3 separate regions of the Sus scrofa genome follow, and all the other regions are linked to region 3. A link is a contact called in public HiChIP or PLAC-seq data. All regions are on one chromosome and are shown on one strand. The core of a region is the stretch at or near the end of the contact, and the rest is flanking DNA. Distances in the headings are between cores, read along the strand shown. Region 1 has its middle 120 kb from the start of AKR1E2. Region 2 has its middle 210 kb from the start of KLF6. Region 3 has its middle 380 kb from the start of AKR1E2.

Region 1 (4,185 bases), core at 692-3,191, 250 kb after region 3:
AATTTGATTGATTGATGAACTGATTGCATTCATGATTTGTGTTTTTCCTTTCTGATCGGACTTAATTTTTCCCTCCCTGTGGACATGAAGAGACTCTTCTGTGTTTTTCCTCCACATTTTAAAGTTTTGTTCTTTACACGTAGTTCCACCTTAGGTAAAATTTACTTTTTAATGTCATTTACCTTTTCCACGTGGATAGCTGATTTCCAGTAATATTTATTGAATTAGAAGCAAATTTTTTTTTAATGCATGAGAGTATCTAATATATTCTCTAGCAGAACCGGATGTTGGCTGAATTAGGTTGATTTTAATTAAATTAATTGTCCCAGTGGTTACAGGAAGGCCTTAGAAGTCATTAATGAGCCCCAAGAGTGCAAGACACGGGGTTTGAGCCGTAACCCTGGGACCTACCGCATTCCTCGCCTCACTACAGACCTGCGAGGTCTCTAGGTTTGTGTGCCTGACTCAGTAATGTCCAAACTAAAGTTTTTCTTTCTGTACCTAGAGGTGACAGAGAAACACATCACTTTGCTGCTGAGAGTGGCATTTTAGGCAGAGGCTAGAAAGTAGGCAAAGTCTGCCTTGTGTAACATTTGTCCATGAATCAGACTGCAGCAGAGTCTCACAAAATATTTATTAAGAGAAAGAGTAAACTTAGCTGATCTAATTTCTGCCTGTTAGTTCTTGGCAGTCTGAAAGATTATATTAGTCAAGCTTTCCAAGTTACCCAATAGAATACAAAAATGATGGGAAAATATTCCAAGTAAATACTGCAGAAAACATGTCTTCCAAAGGCTGGAAGATGGCAAGATGGAAAGTTCTAAGGCATAAAAGTCGTACCACGGTACCGCATGTAAAACCAGAGCTTTTAGCAATAGGATATGCTAAGATTTTGACATCCTTAAACTAGCTAAGGCTCTTTGCAGCAAGTAGGGTAGAATATGAGCTTGCAATGAAGTCTCTCCTGAGTCTGTGACCCAGACGTGCTGATGAAAATTGGAGATATGCCCTCTTTTTTTTCTTTTCTTTTTTTTGTTTTTGTTTTTTAGGTCCACACCCGTGGCATATGGAAGTTCACAGGCCAGGGGTCGAATTGGAGCTACAGCTGCTGGCCACAGCCACAGCCACAGCAACTCGGGATCTGTGCCGCATCTGCGACCTACACCACAGCTCATGATCCTTAACCCACTGAGTGAGGCCAGGAATCCAACCCGCGTCCTCACGGATGCTAGTCGGGTTTGTTAACCACTGAGCCGTGAGGGGAACCCCCTGCCCTCATTTTATTTCATGGAGCCCACAGTCAGTACAATGCTGAATCCCTTTTGCAGAGTGCTCAATTCTCATATATTTTGTCATGAAATGTATGTGTTCACCACCCAAACTGAGAAAAAGTATAAATGAAATGAGAAGAGAAACAGAATATAATTGAGTATTTCAAAGCAATCTCCATTTTTGAAAACTATACATGTATGAATGATATGGTATATGCAAATATGATATAAGATATAAATATACATTATATATTAAATTATATAATTTTGGGTATTTCATAATATAATTTTCATTTATATTCATTTTGTAACATTCATTTCATAATATAATTATATATATATACACACACACACAAATACACAAAAACATATAGGCAGAAAACCAAAATATTGTCAGAATATTTATTTCTTGATGATGGAAATTTTAGTGGTCATCCTTGGTTTTGTTTCTGTGGTCCTACCTTAGGTATTTTCCAAATTGTTCACTGAATTTGAATTAACCTTTACAACGATAAAATGTAATTTGTTTCAAGGCTGAAAAGACTTGAAAAGACGGGGAAATCTTCACCTGAAAACTCTAATTGCAGCAATGATCTGAATCAGAGTTTCCCAGCGCCAGGGAAGCACAGCTGCCCCAAATGCAGAAACGTGGACACCTGTGCCCCCTAGTGGCCACCCTCAGTAAGTGTCCGGGGAGCCTCGTCCTCTGTTGGTAGGAATCTCCAGGGAGACTTGTGTTTATAAAACCGGGAAACCCCGCTCCCTCCTCCCAGGCTGGGGACCCACAGTCTACACTGAGAAATGAGGACTTAGAATTAGGGAATATCCTAATCACGGCTAATGAGAGAGACCCGGAAAAAAGCGGCTGCCACCCGTAGGAACACAAATAAAAAGGAAACTAGGTTTCTTTCAGTTTTAAAAAATACATCAGTATATACTATAGTGTGTATTAAAAGAGTATATATTTTAAAATATATTAGTCTATATACTTAGAATATACTACTAATATTAATAATGGTATTAATGTGTAATATATTACATATGTGTATGTAATACATGTACTAATAATAGTCATATATTACATGCACACTTTTATAGCATTTATGTACTTTAGCATACTTTATATCTTTGAACATATATATTTTTATAGTGTGCTTTTTAAATGTATGCCTGTGTTTGTGTCCGTATTTCTATACCTGTAGTTTTACATAGTATTGTGTGTGTGTATACTGCATATGATGTATATATGTAGAATATGTGTAGTATTCACACATGCCTATTTTTACAAATGATTCTGCATTTGTCAGGGTTTTGTTCTAATCAAGAGCCTAAAGTATGACACATCTGCATTTCTAAGTCCACAGCTAGCAAAAGCATTTCTTCCTTTTGAAGTTACGTGCAGCTCCAATTTGCTTGGAAAGTTGACACATCCAAGTTCATCGTCATTGCTGTTATTATTATTTATGAAATTCAGCATTTCCTCAGAGCCAGTTTGGATACAATAAAGTCTTCAGATCTACAGTCTCACGAGCAATTTATTACGGTCAGCAGAGGACCTTGAAGCCAAATGCCTTTCTTAGACCTGCTTTCAGCAGTGCTCATTGAATTCAGTTTCATGCGCTGGTTTGAAGGAAAAATGTGGGCAAGGTGATAAACACAGCCTTGCCTTGGCCGTAACCAAATTAAAACAGCCACCTCAACCGTGGTAGTCAGGGAATCACACAGGCTGAAACAAGAAGAAAAATCAATGTGAAAGCAAACCTACCTACACCGTATGTCCTGATGGCAGATTCTGACTCTGAGACATACCGCAGTCAGCATGAATCCTTCAGTGCCTGTTGAGTTATTTGAAGAGATTCCATCATTATATATTGAAACTTGGTCCAGGCTTTTTTAGACCATATTCTTAAATCTGCTTTAAAAACATGGGACAATTGCTTTAAAAATAAGTCCATATAAATAATATACGATTCAGGAATATATTGGATTAGGGTTGGTGACACATAAATGAGAACTTGTCATTTTCAAACACAAGCATTTCTTCTTGCTCATGACTTACTTGCCTAGATTTTAACCCGTCCTTCCGTCTTAGTGCATGTAGAGCTACTGGGGGAAGCCCCTTAAGACTCTCCAAGGAGGGACCTAGAAAGGTATACTTGCCGGGATTTGGGGGACACTGTCAGGATCAAACGAGATACATTATGTGAAAGATTATGATCTGACTAACACCCATGTCTGGGCTACTAACTCCTTACTGCCGATAAGCTGAAGACAGATATACGTAGATTTCAGCCTCCTTTCCTCTCAGAGCCAATTGCCTTTGGCCCGGCTGTCCGACGGCAGTTTGGACCTTGTCTGCCTACGGGCTAGGAACGCTGTGTCCTCTCTGCATTTGACTATCCCCGTATACAGTGGGCTTCACTGAAAATTTTGATTAAAAAGGGATAATGTCCTTATGTAACGCATCTTCTATGCATCAACTCATAGTCAGCCAACTTTTCTCTTGTGTCAACAGGAAGAATAAATTTTATGAAACCCAAAAAGTGGGTTTTGTTTCTGAATGAAGGCGGGAGAATATTTACTTTCACTTGGGAACAAAGGTTGACTTTTGAGACCTAGGTGTCACAGTTAGGCACTCTTGGTCCTCAAGCTGAGCATGTAACAACGACGACAACAACGGATAAAGTCAGGAGGTAGACAGAGCTCTCAGAGGGTTTTACTGTAGAGAGTCCACCGCCAGACCCTCCTTGCAGAGACAGGATCCATTGACATCCTAGTTTGTCCTTGTCCACCAGCTGCCCCCAAGGGAGAGGGAAGGCAGAACCTCCTGGGCCAGGGGGTCCCTGTGGGTGGTCTTCTCCGGAAGAGGACGAGCCACCATTCCCAGCCACCATTCCCAGCCGGATGTCCCAGC
Region 2 (4,444 bases), core at 254-2,753, 210 kb before region 3:
ACCCTGCACCCTGCACCCTGGGTCAAGGATCCGGCATTGTTGCAGCTGGGGCTCAGATTCAGTCCCTGGCCTGGGAACTTCTATATGCTGTGGGTTTGGCCATTAAAAAAAAAAAAAATCATTCTGGCCCATCAATGATCTTCCCTCACTCCCTGGACAGGCATTTCCTGGGTGACGAAGCTGCTCAAACCATCTCTTCCCACGTCCTTCTCTTGCATCTTTATGTCCATTTACACTCTTCTTTCTCCTTGGCTTAGTCATTCATTCTGTGCCCATGTTTTATGAAATCTAAGCAACATGGATCGTAAAATGTACCGTAACATTATGAGCCACAGAGAATGAAAGAAAAAAATGCTGCCAATAAACACTGAAAACTGCCATCAATTGCCAAGATGCCTTCTGTTTTCAGAGCTGTTAAAACATGAAAAGGCATGTGTCTGGGTAAGATACAACCCGAGATATTTGGAGGTCAGAGCCATGACCCTTCCCAATCTTCCTTTCTTCAGGTACCAGACGTCTAGAGGTAGGCTGGCTGCCCCTTATCCCAGCACAGCTTGGCTCCCTCTCCCTATAAAATCGCGCTGTACCTGCCAAATCCAAGGACAGCTCCGAGGCCACCCTGCAGGGCCCTCCTGCCCAAGTCCCTTCACACGCGCGTTTTTTATGACACTTTCGTTTCTTTTCTCAGTTTGTCACGCTGCTTAATTTTCCTCCACTGACCATTGTCTGTTTTTGTTCTTCACGGTTCCCTGGGGGATGCTTGTAGGAGCCGCCAGAGCAGGCTTCTCCTAACAGCCCCGCTGGGGTCACCGTCCCCGCTGTGTCCCCATCCATCACTTCCCCTGACCGTCACTGGTATCAGGCACAGAGGGCACGTCTTCTTCCTGAGGATGTGTCCGTTCCTGGCCCCGGGTACCCTGGCCCTTGCCTGTAGCCCTTGCTCCTTTTCATCTGGAACATCCTGGGCTCAGTCCTGGGATGCTTTCCTTTGGTGACGCTGTAGCTTTAAGTGCTGCGCGTGCACACGCACACACACACACACACACACACACCCAATGCCCTGCAGACTTCCAAGTCCACACAAACAGCCCAGAGGCTCAGAACTCACTGTCTGCTCTGCAGTTCCCTGGGTTACCAGATTAGCCTCTCAAACACACAATTTTGGAAAACACCCCAATTTCCAAACTTCTCAGGAAATGAGAGCTCCCCCACCCCCGCCCGTTCCTTGGGGTTCCCTGTGACTTCCTCTCCTCACACGCCCCAGCTTCTGTTCTCCCCAGCGGCTCCCTGGACCCCAGCCCCTCTGCATCCCTGGCTGGGTGCTGGGTGGTGGACAGGCCCTCACGGGGCCCTGAATTGCTGCGTGGCCCTTCCCGTCCTTCTGGCTTTGCTCCCTCCCCACACGCTCCACCACCAGCTTGTCCTCAGCACGGAGCCCACAGCCAGCCCTTCGAAACGAAAACAGAGTGATGACACGTCCCGAGGCTTAAGCCTCTCTAGCCAGCTCCCAACCCACTCAGGGATGCCCCGGGTCCAGCGCAGACCCCAAGTTCATTGCGGCCTGTCTCTCCTGGCCCCCGGAGGCAGTCTCTCTGCCAAGAGCACCCCTCTTCCAGAGGAGCTTCTTTGCGTCCTGTTTCTCCTTAATCACCCCCCCCCCCAGTCTCAGTCCCTGACTCCAACTGTTTCTACTGTGTGCAGTGTAACAACGAACTCATCCCTCGGGGTCTTGGCTCTTATGCGAATCCTCCGTAATCTTTAACGCTCACTGATAGCTGCCTCGACTCGTTTCTCAGCCGTGTGGGGAGCAGTTCTAAATGCACATCTTTGAAAAGGATTCTGAACCGTGTCCATCAGGGGACAAAGGAAGCGTGGGGCCAGGATTCAAAACTGGGGAGGTAACACACATTTTCAAGAGGAAAATTCCACAAAGAATTTGAACTTTCAAGTTTCAGATTTCAAACCCTGGACCTCACCCAAGGTTCTGAGTAGTGAACGTGGGAAAACATCCATTGAATTTTTCTCTCCAATGACTAAAAATGTCTCATTAATTCCATGGAGACCCATCCTAATGTTTTTATTACAGCAAAGAATTTGTGAATAAAAGCTTGTGATAGAGAACATATTTGAAGACGAGAGCAACTGAAAATCAAACCACGTGAGGTTAAGTCAGAGAAAGATAAATATATGTTATCACTAATATGTGGACTCTTAAAAATGATACAAATGAACTTATTTACAGAACAGAAACACAGATGCAGAAAATAAACTTATGATTACCAAGGGGAAAGGGGCTGGGGAAGGGAAGCATTAGGAATTTGGGATTAAAATATACAACTACTAATGGAGTTCCCGTCGTGGCGCAGTGGTTAACGAATCCGACTAGGAACCATGAGGTTGCGGGTTCGGTCCCTGCCCTTGCTCAGTGGGTTAACGATCCGGCGTTGCCGTGAGCTGTGGTGTAGGTTGCAGACGCGGCTCGGATCCCACGTTGCTGTGGCTCTGGCGTAGGCCGGTGGCTACAGCTCCGATTGGACCCCTAGCCTGGGAACCTCCATATGCCGCGGGAGCGGCCCAAGAAATAGCAACAACAACAACAACAACAACAAAAAAAGACAAAAAAAAAAATACAACTACTACTATATATAAAATAGATAACCAGCCAGGACCTACTGCACAGCCCAGGAAGCCATATTCAATATCTTGTAATAACCTATCATGGAAGAGAATCTGGAAAATAATATATATGCACATAGATACGCATCAATGAATCACTTTTCTGTACACCTGCAAATAACACAATGCTGTAAATCGGCTGTGCTGCAGTAACAATTAGAAAGAAATAGAGGCATAAATACGTCCGGGTCTCGTGCTGCTCTGCGGGAACTCTCAAGTGCCCTGCAGGTGCTCTGACAGTTTGGAATAGGAAAGCCTGCCCAGGAAGAAAATTCTCCTCGGAGACCACGTTCTGTTTTCTGGTTATTTCCGAGGAATTAAAACCATTTTCCTCTCTCAGTCTATCCACTCTTGATGCAAAATGAATTTGGGTAGCCCTGGTTTAAGCGGGGGACAAACCCAGGGGTCACACAGCCTGCCAGGCAGTGTCCCGCAGGGACCCCCTGGGCTTTTCAGGAGCCAATGTCTCGGGCAGGCTGCCCAGGGCCCCTATCATCAGCCTCTCTCGGTTCTGGCCCGTGACCTTTCACAGCTTTCAGAGGCCCCGTTCAGGAAAACTCTTCAGCGTTGACAAGTCTTTAATCAAAGTAACCCAGACGGCCTCCACCAGGCTTTTAGCAACAAGGGATCATCTGAGCAACCTCTGAAGCTGTGTCTTCACCCGGGTCCCCGCGCAACTTGGGGATGAGCAGCGTCCCTGACAACCACGTTCCCACCTCTCTGGGTTCTACTGACCCGCGGGAGGGGAAGTGACCAAATATCGCCCCTGCTCTTTGCTTCCAACTGTCAGGAGACTGTGTGAGATGGGGCGGGTGAGGCGCAACCTCCGCACGTGTGTCTGTAAAGGTTTCTCTGAGCAGAAAGCAGGGCGGGAAGGAATTTTAGTTTCATCACTGAGAAGTCCTAAGGTCTTGGTAGAAACCTAACAATTCAAAAGCATCCTGTTGAGAAATTCCAGGGACGTGAATTTCTGTTCTCATATTTTCTCTAGAGGTTTTTCTCATCACTCTGTGCGTGTGTGTGTGTGTGCACACGCACACACATGTACTGCAGGGCCAGGCGAGCTCGGGCGCCTTTCCCGGCCTGATGGAGTGCTTCAAGGGAATGTCAGCCGCTTGCCCCCCGTGTGCTTCCAGCTCTTCCCAGAGCAGCCGAGTGACAGATGGGGAGCTCTCACTCTTGAGGAGGTTTACGGCCTGCCGTCGGAGTTCCGAAAAAGCCCCCACACGGCCCTGCACCTCGTCTTCTGGGGAACACGCCGCGCGGCCTCTGGCGGCCTCTTCAAGATAGCTGACATTCCATAGCACAAATCCTTAGCTTTTTGTAGACCTGGAAACAGAAACCTGCTTTTGGAGTTCTTCATTGTTCTGTCCTGTGTTTTGAGACGGTGTCATCAACGGTTGCCATTGCCTGTCACCTTTGAAGCAGCTTTTTCCCCAAAAGCCACCCTCCGCCACAACCAACCAAGAGGCTCAGAAGCAGCTGAGACACAGGCCTGCAAACCAACCTGAATCCATCACAGGTGCCTGTGGCTAAGAGCACTGGAAACGACGAAGCAAAAAGCCCCGCTTTCTAAAATCCTGGGTGTGGCCCCCACATGCCCCATGTCATGTCCCTGTGCGTCTCTGTATCAGAGCGGACTCATCAAATGTACTCAGGTTTGCCTTCTGTGTGCTTCCTCCTCTCCTCAGAAGGGCACCTGACACACAAGCCCGACGTGTGTTACCTTGCGTCCCATCTTTCTGACTGGTCACGCATTTACTGTCAT
Region 3 (4,700 bases), core at 1,730-4,229:
GAGTTTCTGTGTCGGGGAGAAGGGTCCATGGGGGGAATCAAAGCCCTGATCTGCCAAAGAGCCACCTGCATCTACCCACACCGCGAGTCTGCAGTGGGAAGACCCCTGCCTCCACTTAGGTGACCCCGGCTCTATCAGAGCTGCTCCTTATGACAAGTGAACTCTCAGGGTCTCCATAAAAGTTACAAACGATGGCTTATTTTCAGTCATTTATTAACATGTCATTAAAAGTTTATCTGAGGTAGTGTGAAAAACTTGAAGTGTTTGATAACTTAGAAAATAGGGGGAGGTTCCGTCGTGGCGCAGTGGTTAACAAACCCGACTAGGAGTGACGAGGTTGCGGGTTCGGTCCCTGCGCTTGCTCAGTGGGTTAACGATCCGGCGTTGCCGTGAGCTGTGGTGTAGGTTGCAGACGTGGCTCGGATCCTGCATTGCTGTGGCTCTGGCATAGGCCGGTGGCTACAGCTCCGATTCGACCCCTAGCCTGGGAACCTCCATATGCCGCGGGAGAGGCCCTGGAAATGGCAAAAAGACAAAAAAAAAAAAAAAAAAAAAGAAAGAAAATAGGGAAAGATGTCCACTAAAATTCTCCCATAGACATCGGACCTTCCACAGACACCTGGTCTCTGCCGAACACAGTTTAATTCAAATATTCACTAACACCTGAAAAAAAATGCAGATGTATTTTCTAATGTCCAATTGTACCCAAGCATAACTATGAACATCCAATGAGGAAAGGGCCCAGGCTTCTGAAGACCGAATGTGACGACCGGCAGGTGCCCTGTTCCTTTCCCAGGAGCCTTTCTGGGAACACGTGAGCCCGCAGTTTGGCTCTGCTGTATTTTGGTCCTGTAGTCTGGCTGATTCCAAACATTAGCATGTCAGAACTACTAGGGAAGAGGGGGTTAACGACCTGGCCTTCCTAGGAAGAGGTAATTATTTTAAATCATTTGATGGAAAAAAATAAGCAAATCTGCTGGTTGGGCTACTGCTTGTATTTGTCCATCTTGAGTTTGATCAGCAGGTCACTGCTCAGCAATAATTAACTATCTTCATAGTAACACACCAGCGGCTAAAACCGGGTTATAAGAGTTTGGAAATATTTTACTGAGTTACTTTGGATTTGAAATAAAAGCAACGACGCAGTTTAGAAAGCAAGGAATAAGTAAAGAATAAATTTCACCCAAACCAACTGTGAACATTAAAACTTAGTCTATGAATGCGCCTCCTAGGTAAGTGGTATTTCATTAAAATTAATCTAATTTTCAAAACTGAGGTAACCTTTCACTCACTAACAGACTGAATTTGTTATTTCTGGGTATAGGAAGTCTTCATCTTTGTCCCAAAGCTGTCTATTAAAAAGACAGGCATGTAGTCCACAGGCAGGAAGAGAAAGTCCATCCCCACCGAGCAAGGAAGTAAAAGGCAGTGACCCAATGTGGAGTAAGAACCTAGAAAGCCACCTGTATCACTCACACCTACTACCGCTCGCGAGTCTAGGAAAGACGCCTCTACTTTATTTTTCCTTCCTACCACAGTGAGTTGAAAGGTAATGACGGCTCCACCTGCTGAACGCTCGGATGCTGAGGAGAAGCCGTAACCGTGGATGTGGGCGCCTCTCCCGCTATCACAACCATGTCTAAGTAGGGTTGCACTTTCACAGCTTTCAGAGGAGGTTAGAACTCAGCTGCGGTTGGGGCTGAATCCCTATGCCTGACCGAGTGCCTACGGCGCTCAGACATAAAAGCAGACCCATGATTTGCGCAGCGCTTGGAACTGAAAAGGCTGGGCTCCAGGACATACAGACTTGGTCCCCAGGCCTGAGGTGCCTGGTGGGAGACTGGGCACGTGGTGTCATGGATACTTGAGAGGAAGCCCCACGAGATCCTGGTCAACTGCAGCCGTCCAGCGTAGGGACGTGGGTATATCAACCGGATGCAGCCACGTGCGGATTCTGGATGAAGGTCAGTGGGGCCTGTTACTGGGCGTTGCTAACAGGTGCCAGGCGATGTGAAGGCTGCCTGCCCAAAGATCGCAGACAGCCCTGCCGTCTCCCCATACCATGTGTCAGGACATCTAGTTCAAGGCCTGGGGGCCCCGTGGGTGCCCTGGGACCTCCCTCCGCCTTGATTCCTCACTTGCACGCAGGAGTGGCCATACTCACCACCCAGGCATGACGTCAAGACTCAGCTGAGATAGGGCGTGACGTCGGAATCACAGAGAACAGAAACACAGCACGTCCTTAATAGGTACTAAAATTCTTCCCATTTTTCAAATTGCTTTGAAAAAACAAACTGCTTTGCTATCCAGAGAGGACGGCCAGAAAAACAGCATAATTCCTGCTCTGCTCTTTGAGCGTTTACTCACACGTGTGTTTATTTTTTCCCATAATAATGCACAGGAAATACACTACATCTTCCAAGTGCTGGCCGATTCTGTTTATGTTTGTTTGCACACTGAGTCCCTGATGGACAGAGGTCGTCGGGAGGCCTCCGTGCTCCGGGGCCCAGTGAACGCTGGGTTACCGGGACAGCCCTTTCCACTGAGGCAGCGGCATTCTGCCCACGATCTTTCACGTGGGTTTGATGACTTTTCACATGCCTCGTGAAAAAAATTTATTTTTTCCTTTTTGGCTGTGCTTCTCTCACAATACAAACTCCCTCTAAAACTGATGGCAGACTTTATTTGAACGCACAAGTACATTCCAGCTTGAGAATGAATCAAAGCCACATTTTTTTCCGTAGGATAAAGACACTGTATCACTGAGCTTTTGTGTGTCCTCACAGATGCGCCTCTCCTCGGCCTGGACGTGAGCTGTCAAAATCGTACTTTGTGGCTCTACGTGTCTACTGACGGGAGCTAGGAATCAGGGGGAATACTAAGGCCACTGAAATTTCCAGCTGCCTACATTTCTACGCTGAGTAATTCTGCCCGCCCCAAAAGCAAATATTTAGAACGAGTCCATGCTGACTCATGATGGAACCTTCAGGACAAAATGAACACATTGTTTCTGCTCCCTGTGCCCCAAGGGTGGGGACCAGGCAGTCCTGCCTTTAAATAGTCACAGGTTGTGTCAGTGACCTTCGTGTCCCCTCCTGATGACTCACAGGCCTAACCTCAGTTCTTACTGGTGCCACCTTTCAAAAATGTCTGTTTTCACTCCTGAGCACCTCTTCTCTCTAAAAGGGTACGGCAGCAAGTGTCCATTTCCCTCTGCCTCATAAATGAAAACGAACGATGTTGAACAAAACAAAATAGGAGTGTTTAGCCCCGAATGATGCCGCCGCAGCCGCCTTCCGCGCCGAGTGCGCCCCTTCCAGTCAGTCGAGACGCCCATGACATTTGCTGTCACAGGAATCCGGCCCGAAGCAGTTTCGTAAGTTTTCTATCACTGGTTGGCGTGTGGGGGCCGAGACAGAAATGGAGAAGGGAAAAATACGGTGGAGAGAGCCTTGGACTGACTGGGGTAGGATGATGTCAGCAAAACAACGTGGAGCCAGAAGCAGGGAGCCCTCTGTCCCCGCCTGCCTGGGACTGAAGGGTGTGGGGAACCCCTGGCTCTCTGCCGACACCAGGGACAGGTTCGGATATGCAGTCCCCCTTTTACTCCACGAAAGGCCTTTGGGCAAACCAGCGTCTCTGGGCCGCGGCGTCTCGCTGGCGCAGAGGATACTACATCTGCTCTTGGGTTTCACGGAGCAGAGATGCCGTGGGCAGAGAATGGTCTGGACACCGTGAGCCTCCCGTGGCCTCAGCCTTCCTGCATTTAGCTCCACCAATCCCCGCAACAACCCTGCCGCGCGGCAAAGGGGATCATTCGCGCCCCTTCTCTGTGCAGAATGAACTCCGCCCTCGTCAGGTCACCGCCAGGGGCCAAGCTCCGCCCTGACCCAGGCCCTGTCCACGCTCTCACCAGCTGTGCCATCTGCACCAGTAAATAATACGGACTGTTCTCATCATTATCTTCACATAAAAATACAGAAGACCGCCTGGCCGTCCTCATCGCTGCGCCCCTCCTCACACAGAGCAGTGACCCCAAAGCACCAAACTTGCCAGGTCGTGTTACCCGCGGCCCCAGAATCAGAGAGGGGCTGCCTTCTCGGGCCTGTGAAAGTCCCGCGGGGTCCGAGCAGTCCCCCACGCCAGGGCTGGGCTCGGGAGGAGGGGTCCCAAGGCAGAGGGCCTGCGCCTGCCCTCCGCCTCCCACCCATGCCCACTGGCTCCTCCTTGTTCTTCGGCCCCGCGGCCGATGGAGTCCCTGCTCAGGAATCAGATCCCAGCTGCAGGTGTGGGATCTGATTAACCCAGTGTGCTGGGCTGGGGCGCGAACCTGCCTCCCAGTGCTCCAGAGACGCCAGCACACCCTACTCGCCAGAGCGGGAACTCCCTCACCATCACGCTTCAACAGGCTGCTGCCTCCACGCGGGAAATACGCTGTGTCCCCTGCAGAGAGTGGCATGCTCTGCAGCGACTTATTTTGGGGTTTCAAGGAGCTAGGCTCTCGCTTCTTTCTCCAAAATGAACGGAAGCCAGCCACTGCTTCCCCCACATCGCTATCACCAGGGGGCGCGGGGCTCGGCCGAGAACGTCTTCGGGTCCTTGCTCTCCCCCAGCATTTGCTGTCTGCAGCGACCTGGACCCCTGCTCACCAGCCAGGCCCTCCCTGGATGGCGTGTCGGACACTCCGCACTCACGTCACC

The links. HiChIP or PLAC-seq counts read pairs in DNA pulled down with a chosen protein or histone mark.
Region 1: an H3K27ac HiChIP or PLAC-seq map of skeletal muscle shows a contact between it and region 3, with 2.6 times the contacts expected there. The contact joins two enhancer-like sites. A contact is called at or near these places in 10 of 47 Hi-C or Micro-C datasets (embryonic fibroblasts, heart right ventricle, mesenteric adipose tissue and 4 more) and 1 of 2 datasets of contacts at active chromatin or transcription factors (skeletal muscle).
Region 2: an H3K27ac HiChIP or PLAC-seq map of skeletal muscle shows a contact between it and region 3, with 2.2 times the contacts expected there. The contact joins two enhancer-like sites. A contact is called at or near these places in 2 of 47 Hi-C or Micro-C datasets (liver and omental adipose tissue) and 2 of 2 datasets of contacts at active chromatin or transcription factors (alveolar macrophages and skeletal muscle).

The regions. Positions count from the first base shown.
Region 1 is chr10:65,814,722-65,818,906 of Sscrofa11.1, reverse strand. No RefSeq gene overlaps it. Among named protein-coding and RNA genes, the nearest start is that of AKR1E2, 120 kb to the right of the region's middle. Within about 2 kb of position 1,941, at least 29 of the 83 cell types and tissues checked have an H3K27ac peak or open chromatin away from gene starts, as enhancers often do. A contact at or near this core is called in omental adipose tissue and skeletal muscle, where this site is marked.
Region 2 is chr10:66,272,525-66,276,968 of Sscrofa11.1, reverse strand. No RefSeq gene overlaps it. Among named protein-coding and RNA genes, the nearest start is that of KLF6, 210 kb to the left of the region's middle. Within about 2 kb of position 1,503, at least 34 of the 83 cell types and tissues checked have an H3K27ac peak or open chromatin away from gene starts, as enhancers often do. A contact at or near this core is called in liver, omental adipose tissue and skeletal muscle, where this site is marked.
Region 3 is chr10:66,067,675-66,072,374 of Sscrofa11.1, reverse strand. No RefSeq gene overlaps it. Among named protein-coding and RNA genes, the nearest start is that of AKR1E2, 380 kb to the right of the region's middle. Within about 2 kb of position 2,979, at least 26 of the 83 cell types and tissues checked have an H3K27ac peak or open chromatin away from gene starts, as enhancers often do. A contact at or near this core is called in liver, omental adipose tissue and skeletal muscle, where this site is marked.